Regions from separate parts of the Danio rerio genome. Here regions 1 and 2 are each linked to region 3. Evidence: chromatin contacts called from public HiCAR-type and HiChIP or PLAC-seq data. All regions are on one chromosome and are shown on one strand. Each heading gives the region's core, a stretch centred on a gene start, on an enhancer-like site or on the middle of the called end of the contact. The rest is flanking DNA. Distances are from core to core; before and after follow the strand shown.

Evidence for each region. HiCAR-type assays count read pairs that join an accessible place to other places. HiChIP or PLAC-seq counts read pairs in DNA pulled down with a chosen protein or histone mark.
Region 1: an H3K4me3 HiChIP or PLAC-seq map of embryo shows a contact between it and region 3, with 5 times the contacts expected there. The contact joins the promoter of bmp3 here to the promoter of paqr3a in region 3. A contact is called at or near these places in 1 of 18 Hi-C or Micro-C datasets (hematopoietic stem cells) and 1 of 4 datasets of contacts at active chromatin or transcription factors (embryo).
Region 2: a HiCAR-type map of caudal fin shows a contact between it and region 3, with 6 times the contacts expected there. The contact joins the promoter of prdm8b here to the promoter of paqr3a in region 3. A contact is called at or near these places in 8 of 18 Hi-C or Micro-C datasets (caudal fin, embryo, fibroblasts and 1 more) and 3 of 4 datasets of contacts at active chromatin or transcription factors (caudal fin, embryo and pancreas).

Annotation. Positions count from the first base shown.
Region 1 is chr5:40,586,081-40,588,780 of GRCz12tu, forward strand. bmp3 (bone morphogenetic protein 3) reads left to right here and starts at 1,351. Exons shown (of 3, transcript NM_001077765.1): 1 at 1,351-1,654. The coding sequence starts at 1,387.
Region 2 is chr5:40,412,197-40,414,896 of GRCz12tu, forward strand. prdm8b (PR domain containing 8b) reads left to right here and starts at 1,355. Exons shown (of 4, transcript NM_001105105.1): 1 at 1,355-1,537. The coding sequence starts at 1,535.
Region 3 is chr5:40,074,729-40,077,428 of GRCz12tu, forward strand. It overlaps paqr3a (progestin and adipoQ receptor family member IIIa), which reads right to left and starts at 1,279. Exons shown (of 7, transcript NM_200710.2): 1 at 1,095-1,279.

The sequences.
Region 1 (2,700 bases), core at 101-2,600, 510 kb after region 3:
ATGCCATCTGTGCAGTAACTAGGCCTACGTTACGGCTGAGTTTTTTTTTTTTTTTTGTCTCAAAGTCACACCTTCATACTTCTGTTTGTGAAGAAGAGCATGCTGGTAGTAATAGAGAGCGAATCAAATCTTTTCAATAAATCACTTGATGAAGTTCACAAAACAAGTGTTTCGGTTTTGAATCGGGCGGAATGAAAACGAGCGATTCAGCAAGTGCTAAAGTCTCCTACCGAAGTTATACACATATTAAAACTATTGTGAAATAATATTGCAATCCAAAACAACCTTTTTCTGTTTTTAAATAGTTTACAATGGTTCTTGAATTGGACGGAATGAAAATTAATGAGCAATTATTTAACCGAGTCTTTTGAAGTGAATCTTTTGGACAAGTCTGGCTGCTTAACTGATCATTCAACTGTGAGACCATGAAAAACCACATGCCATTCTAGATCTAGGCTTTTTTTTTTCAAGGGCATTAAAATAAGGACTTTTGGCTGACACTGGTCCTTGGTGATTCATAAGCCGACACTTTTAGAGTCTAAAGCACATGCAGGAAGATTTTTTTTTCTGTATTGGACTTAATTGAGAAGCTGTAAAATTGTGAACAAACTGCAAATAATGTATGAAATAAAAAAAAAACAATGAAAATCCCATACCCATTAATAAATACAAAATTCTGAGAGGTTGTTTACAAACTGGTTAGTTTTCTAGCCTAAATAAATTTGTTTTATTAAAACGTTAAAAAACAGGTTAAACCAAATAATTGTATAATAAAGTGTCAATGCAAATTGTATTTAATTTACAAATGGATTATATTTTATGTTATTCTGACTTCAACAATTTGAGCAGAGCTTTTACGGAGTACTCGAGAGTGCACGTGACCTACATCAGTCCCTTTATTGAACCGGTTCTTTGAAAAGAACCGTTCAAAAGAACCGATTCGCAGAATTAGTCGGACTTCCCAATAGTGTCCGAATGCGCCCATAAGCCTTATATATTACTAGCGCGACACGCTTTACCTTCAATGAACGCAGACAAGAGGCGCGATTGGCTGAGGACAGCATCGCTCAGATACAAAACCGAGGATCAAGCCTGACCATTAAGACTACAGCAGATCAAACCCACACGGACATCATTTTACACAAGGACTGAATTCTGCTGCATGAACGTCGATCTTTGGAAACGTGCATATGGACTATTATGTTGAGTAGCCTACACCAAAGTGACATCTCGTTTAACTTTCTTTTTTTCATTTTCTCACCCTTTTTGCCTTATTTCGGGGGCCCATGTGATGCTCTCCTTCTCAAGAGACAAGAGTTTGTTTAGGTATTCAGCAGCACTGATACACTACACCTAGATCAGCTTCCATAGTCCCGCACCTCCAGCATGGATCGCTGTCAGCGGCTGTTTGTCCTCCTGTTGGGATGCGGTTATCTGTGCTGTGGATACTGTGCTGTGCTTAAAACGCCTGTCATGGGGTTCTCTAAAGATGTGCAACTTGGACAAAAAGCAGAAGAGCCAGAGAAGCAGCATGTGAAGAAGAGCGAGCAGGACACGCTGTCAGAGCACATGCAGATGCTCTACGCCAAATACACCAGCGCGGGATTCCCTCTCAAAGACGGAAACACTGTCCGCAGCTTCAAGGGCCATTTGGGTAAGTGTTCAATTGATTATGTTGTAATTGACTAAACAGATCCATGCAATCGTCATGTCACGTTTGAAAAGGTTTTCAATAGTGGCTTGTTCGTTTTGCGCTTCAACTGACGGAATATTCAGTCAAAATAGTCAACACAATCTGTCTGCGTCTTATCTCTGTTTGAATCTATTGTTTCCATTACATTGTTCTCTTATATCTAAACCAAAGAGATTTTTCGGAATGTGCAGATGATAACTAAAGCAGTGAGCCACTAAATAAAACAATAAATTGATTTAGTGAACTATCTCTTTAAGAGTTGGTGCTATTACACCTGTTGGTTTGGTTTTGCACGAGACATCAGCTCTAGTTGAACAGCCTGTCCTGTGGCGTTTCATAAATCATTTCACAAGTTGGTTTTAAGACTTTATTGTTATTGGATGTCACTGAGTGAGCAAGCTGAACTTTTTTTTCTACAGAGTTGTTGACCAAACAAGCGATCGTCCGTCTTTAGCATTTGCAGGTGGATTTAGCGATTCTCGTTTAGTTAAATCATGTTTCAGGTATGAGATGTGATGTTTATTGAACATTAATCGCTGGTTTGACAAATATCTTTTGCTCGCTCAGGCTGAGACGCTGATAGTAAAACTGCACTAGTGTTGCCAGATCTCTCCTTCACAAAAACCCAAATTAAGCGACAACATTAGAAACAATGTTTACTAAAGTCTCAGGAAAAAAAAAGTTTAAAAAGCGGTCACTGTATTTGTTGCATTTTAGATGTATTATTAGGTACTTATATATACATTTTATATTCTAATTTAAATATAGTCTAGGAGTAAATAAAAGACTTATAATGGCATTGGGCAGAGTTCAACTTTGCTTTAATGAGTTGTTTGCGCACTGCTAGACAGAAAATCCACTAAATAGCGCTGCCCCGACTTCACACATTTAGCCTATAAGCGACTGAAAAAAACGGCTAAAGTGGCTTATTCATTAGACATGGCAGCCCATGCACCTATACCGCCCTCTGGTGTTTAGTTCGTGGTCTCGTGTGCTTGTATTTGCAC
Region 2 (2,700 bases), core at 105-2,604, 340 kb after region 3:
AAGGGAACAGCGGTGTGTGCAGTGGTCTGGCTCAATACTCACTGCTGTCTCCCACAGATGTTAATACAGACATCAGATCCAGTCGTGCTGAGGTAAGGGTGAGCAGCAGCGCTTCTCTCTCCGCGAGCCGGCGCAACACAGCAGGTGTGCACGCGACAAACCTCCGCGCTCACGAGATGCGGAATAAGAGCGCCCCAGATGCAGATAACTATCAATAGAGCAATTTGCTAGTTGTCTGTAAGCAACACTGAGGAAAATGGGAAAAAAGAAATGATAATTATAATAGTCTCCAACGACATAATTAAGAGCCGGATCACGTTGCAAGTGGAGACATGTTGCCTGTGCACGGAAAAGTCCAAGTGAAGGCAGAAGCCGTCCTTCATTATTGGAAAGCCTTTGGACAAAGACACTCAACTAAGAACAACTCAGAGCTGCAATAAGAAACTTTCTGTTGTGTATTTGGCTAATGGCATGAAATCAGTAGGTCTTCAAGGCAGCCACCAAGAAGTAAAAATTATTTCCCTATAACCTTAAGTAACTTTAATTGGAAAGTTTATGTAAGTTAACTCGTTGACAAAGCTACATTCTCGTGTTTTGACATGTAATTTTACTTTAAATACAATTTACAGTTTTACTTTGCTGCACAAAATAAAGAAAAAATAATGTTACAAAGAGTAGGCCTAAATTTTCTTTGAAAGTCTTATAAGAAAAGGGACACAAAACTCAGTGAACGCAGCATTATTTGTATTGATTTCCATTTAAAAAGATAATGTATTTAGTAAATGTTTCTGCTTTATTTTAGCGTCACGTCACGTGTTGCCCTGGTGGTGTGTTTGTGTGGGCAATATGGGCATTGTTTTTATTGGCCACAATATCATGTGACCTTCCATTGTGCAACCTGTGTTATTATCAGTCTATGTAACAGTACAAAAGCATAACAGATATAGGTTGGTATAGTAGTCTAATTACCATAAAATAGTTATCAATATGTCACTCCTTAATGCAACAACTGTTTTTTTGCAACCACAGTTTTGACCATAAATGTAATAATATATTATATTATGCATTCTACAACAGCTAAATAAACATAACACAATGAATGTTAGCCAGTTCAAAAATAAAAATGCAAAAAGGCTGAAATAATTTTGAATATTCCTTTAAAATATAATGAAATATCCGGCCAATTTGCATCTGTTTTGCAGAGCACACATTACACTGTTTCATATGTACTCTACATCTACTAACTGTCGGCGACCGAAGAGTTAAAGGGAGGAGACGAAGCGTGTCACGCCTCATTGGGCAGATTATGTGCAGCAAACAAAAAGTGTGTATGTGGGTGCCAGTCAGTCAGTGTATCGGCCCCATCTGCACGCCTCTCCGCGCTCGCGAATCATAAGACGGTCGGCAACACTGTCACTTTCAACAGACGGGGAAATGTACTGACTGCACGGACTTCCCTGGACGCGCTCAACACATATTTGAAGATATACTGACAGCCATTTCGGAACCTTGTGGATTATTTTACCCTAACACCATGGTGAGTAATGACAAATTTGCAATAAATGCAGCCGGTGGCTAGAATAAACGGGACTCTGCAGCGCTCAAAACAGCATCCTCGCAGCCGCGTTTAGAAAGCCCGCAGATGGTAGACGAGAGTCGTGAAAACAGAAACTGGTTACACATCATAAAGTCGTAAAGTTAGAATAGCAACCAGACCGCAGATTTAAAAGAAAGCGCAATAAATTATAGCCTGAAACAGGAGGTCAATGGGTTCCCTCCTCTATTTTAGAAATGCGCATATATTCGTGGCTCTATTATAGTATTTAGTTGAAATGCATATTCATTGGATCCTTTGTGTGATTTGCAGGAGTGAGAGTGCGACCTCACAGCTACAAAAGGAGAGGATCGTGAAAAGAAGGGCAAAATTCACACTGACGCTTTTTATTGATGAAGGGAACTTTGAACATTTGTGTCCTGATAATACATTCGAGAGTCGGACGTGTCCGCTTGAAATAGCATCTTCATCATCATAAATTAACTGTTATTTAAACACTTTGCAGAAATATAGCTATTTTTCTAAATGTTAATCCAGTCTGTTTTAGTGTCTTATACTTTATTTGAGCAATAGGCCTAAATACAGAATTTAAAAAAAATTAACTGGATTGCATTAAAAATCTGGATCCGCTGAAAAATATAAACGAATTACATTTGCTTGAAAAATAAATTAAAATAAATAAGATTATTAATACATTTTGGAGGTCACGGCATAACCTCAATCTTCACAACTGCAAGTTGATAATATTTCACTCATTTAATATTTTATTTTATTTATTTATTTTTTAAACCGCATCAAAAAGAGACTGTGGAAATTGTATGTTGCACTAGACTATAGTATTTACAACAAAACTATTTTAAAAACAGACACTAATAAGGTGGACAATTACTATTCACAAACTAAATATATCTGTATGGAATATTTGTCTTATGTTTTGATTTTGTCTAGAAACACTGTTGTGTTGAACAAGTTACACCAGCAATTCACGCGTAAAACTATACGAGAGATTTATCTCATTTGTAAATCTGAATTAGGGGGTTAAAGAAGAAAAAATAATTAACTCTGCGTGCTGCCTTAATTAAAATCTCAGAAGAAATGTGGTGGATTATGGTAATAAGGAGACATACGTTCCTTCTTGTAGAATA
Region 3 (2,700 bases), core at 29-2,528:
AACATGCTAACGGGAAGCTGTCTATTAATTAAATGTATTTATTCATGCAAGGGTTTTTATATTTCTTTGTTTATTTATCTGCACATTTGTTTATTTATTTGTTTTATTTATGCAGGGGTTTATGAATTTATATACTCATTTATTTTTGTTTTTATTTATTTATAGTTTTATTTATGCAGGGATTAATGGATTTATTTACTGATTTATTTGCATATTTATTTATTTATTGTTCTATTTATGCAGGGATTAATGGATTTATTTAATAATTTATTTTGTTTATTTGTGTATTTATTTATTTATTGTTTTATTTATGCAGGGGTTAATGGATTTATTTACTAATTTATTTTATATATTTGTTTATTTAAAATAAAAATGAAAAATTACGACAAACAACCACAAAACAGTGAAAGTATAAAAATGTAACCAAATTCGTAGTATTAATTAAAAAATATTAATAATATTAAATAAAAACCTATTACTATTACTAAAATAACACTGTATAATACCTTTAGAAAACTAACTAAAAAGTACATTTGAACAAAGAGCCTCCTAAGTTAGTTATTTCTAATTAACTTACAGCATAAAAATCAATGGTAAGGTTAGGTGTATGTCTTGCTCTGATTAACGTAACGTTAACTGATTAAGGTTATAGTGTTACTGGCTAAACGGTTAAGTTAGTTTATTATGGAAAAAAAACACAAAACATCATACATTAATACAAATTTCGCCTTATTTAAAACAAAAAATAAGGTAACGTAATACAATAACATAAACCGACGTCCAGACACTGTCCAACACTAAACCTCCAACACTAAACCTTCCCCACTGTTACACTAAACCTTTAGGCAAAATACGAAAACACACAACGTATTAACCTAACGTTACTAAAAATAAACGTTCCCAAACATTTTACTGAAATGAAAGCAATAACCTAATAACTTGCCCGATAGCCTTTATCACAAGAAAATCGCTGTCACTGCGATGTATCTAAAATTGATAACAGCTAAATGCTAAGCACGTCTAACGTTAACGTTAGTTGTTTTTTTTTTCAGAAACGGTTTAAAACGTTCGCTTAATCCTACATTTATACTTACTATTGATCAGATAAAGGTCTTCATTGAAGAATCCGCGGTTGTGTCTTTGTTTTCAATAGCCCATATTCAGAGTCATGTTAGCCCGGTGTGAGCAGCAGGAAGTTGTGCTGTTACTAGCTGCTAACAGGCTAATCAAGAGATTACTTGATGTCACATGTACGTTAACCTGAAGCATTAATCCTTCTGCCTGCTCTCAAGTGATTACTTTATCAGTCATCTATCATTTTAATTTGATAAATAATAATAATAATAATAATAATAATGATAATAATAATAATATATAATTAAAATGTAATAAAATATCTAATTATTATTACAAATATGCAACTAGAAATGGGTTTGCTACACAGTTTCTTATATATTGATTTATTTTACATTATTTAGTAAATATATTTACTGTAAGTGTTTGGAACTACCAGCTGCAATAGACTAGCATCCATGCAGTTTTCATAGCGTTCATTTCATGGACTGTCTTCAGACCTGTAGGTGGCAACTTCTGGCAAGCTGCTGTCAGCACGTTTTGAAGAAGACATTCTTCTTTCATAAACATCTCAGGTGTAATCTTGTGTGATACTCCTCTGGGGCTAGAATCACACTTAATCTTCCCTCAGCTATTACACCCAAGATAATTACCTTCTCAAGTAGGAGTGTGTTCTTCATTAGCACTCCTAATTCACCTTTCAGCACTTCACTCTTCAACAGGCTGTCATCAGCACTGCCAAGGCAATTTGCCTGACTGCAGCAAATCCACTATGTCAGCGAAAGAGTGCCATTACAGTTTTTTTTTTTTGTTCTAGTGTCTTTTATCAAAGACCCTTTAAGGCAAATAGAATTCTATAGTCTGATGTCTTTTGTGTCCTTAAGAAATAATGACAAATAATTTATTTAACAGAAACTGTGTGTAGGGTTGGACAATGAAATTGAAACTGGTCAATTTTGTGTTTAAGGTTTCATGGCTAAATTTGACAGGCATTCATTGATTGCACATTCCACCAGTAAGAGAAGAGTGTGAAGGTTTAATTAGCAGAGTAATAGCACAGTTTTGCAATTGCAATTCACACAACATTATCAGAGTTCAAAAGAGAACAAATTGTCAGTGCGTGTCTTGCTGACGTATCTGTGACCAAGACAGCAACTCTTTGTGTTGTATCACAGTATCTAGAGTAATGTCAGCATGAAGAAGAATGAACCACATCCAACAGGAGTAACTTTGAACACAAGAGGAGACTGGTTGTCTTCGTGCTAACCCGGATAATATCCAAAAAACATAAAACCACAGCTGTCCAACCCACTGCAGAATTAAATGTGCACCTCAACTCTCCTGTTTCCATCAAAACTGTTCATTGGGAGCTCTACAGGGTCAATATACACGGGGGAGTCATGGTGAGGAGAAGCCCCAAAGAAGCGTAACATTCAGACTGTTGCATGCCCAGAGTGAAGCGTGAGGGTGGATGAGTGATAGTTTGGGCTGCAATATCATGGCCCAACACTTGTGATGGATGGGTGCATCACTGCCAAGGACTACCGAACCATCCTGACTGTGCACTCAATGAGTCAACCATTGTATCCTGAAGGCGATGCCATGTAAGCATGTACTAGGACGATA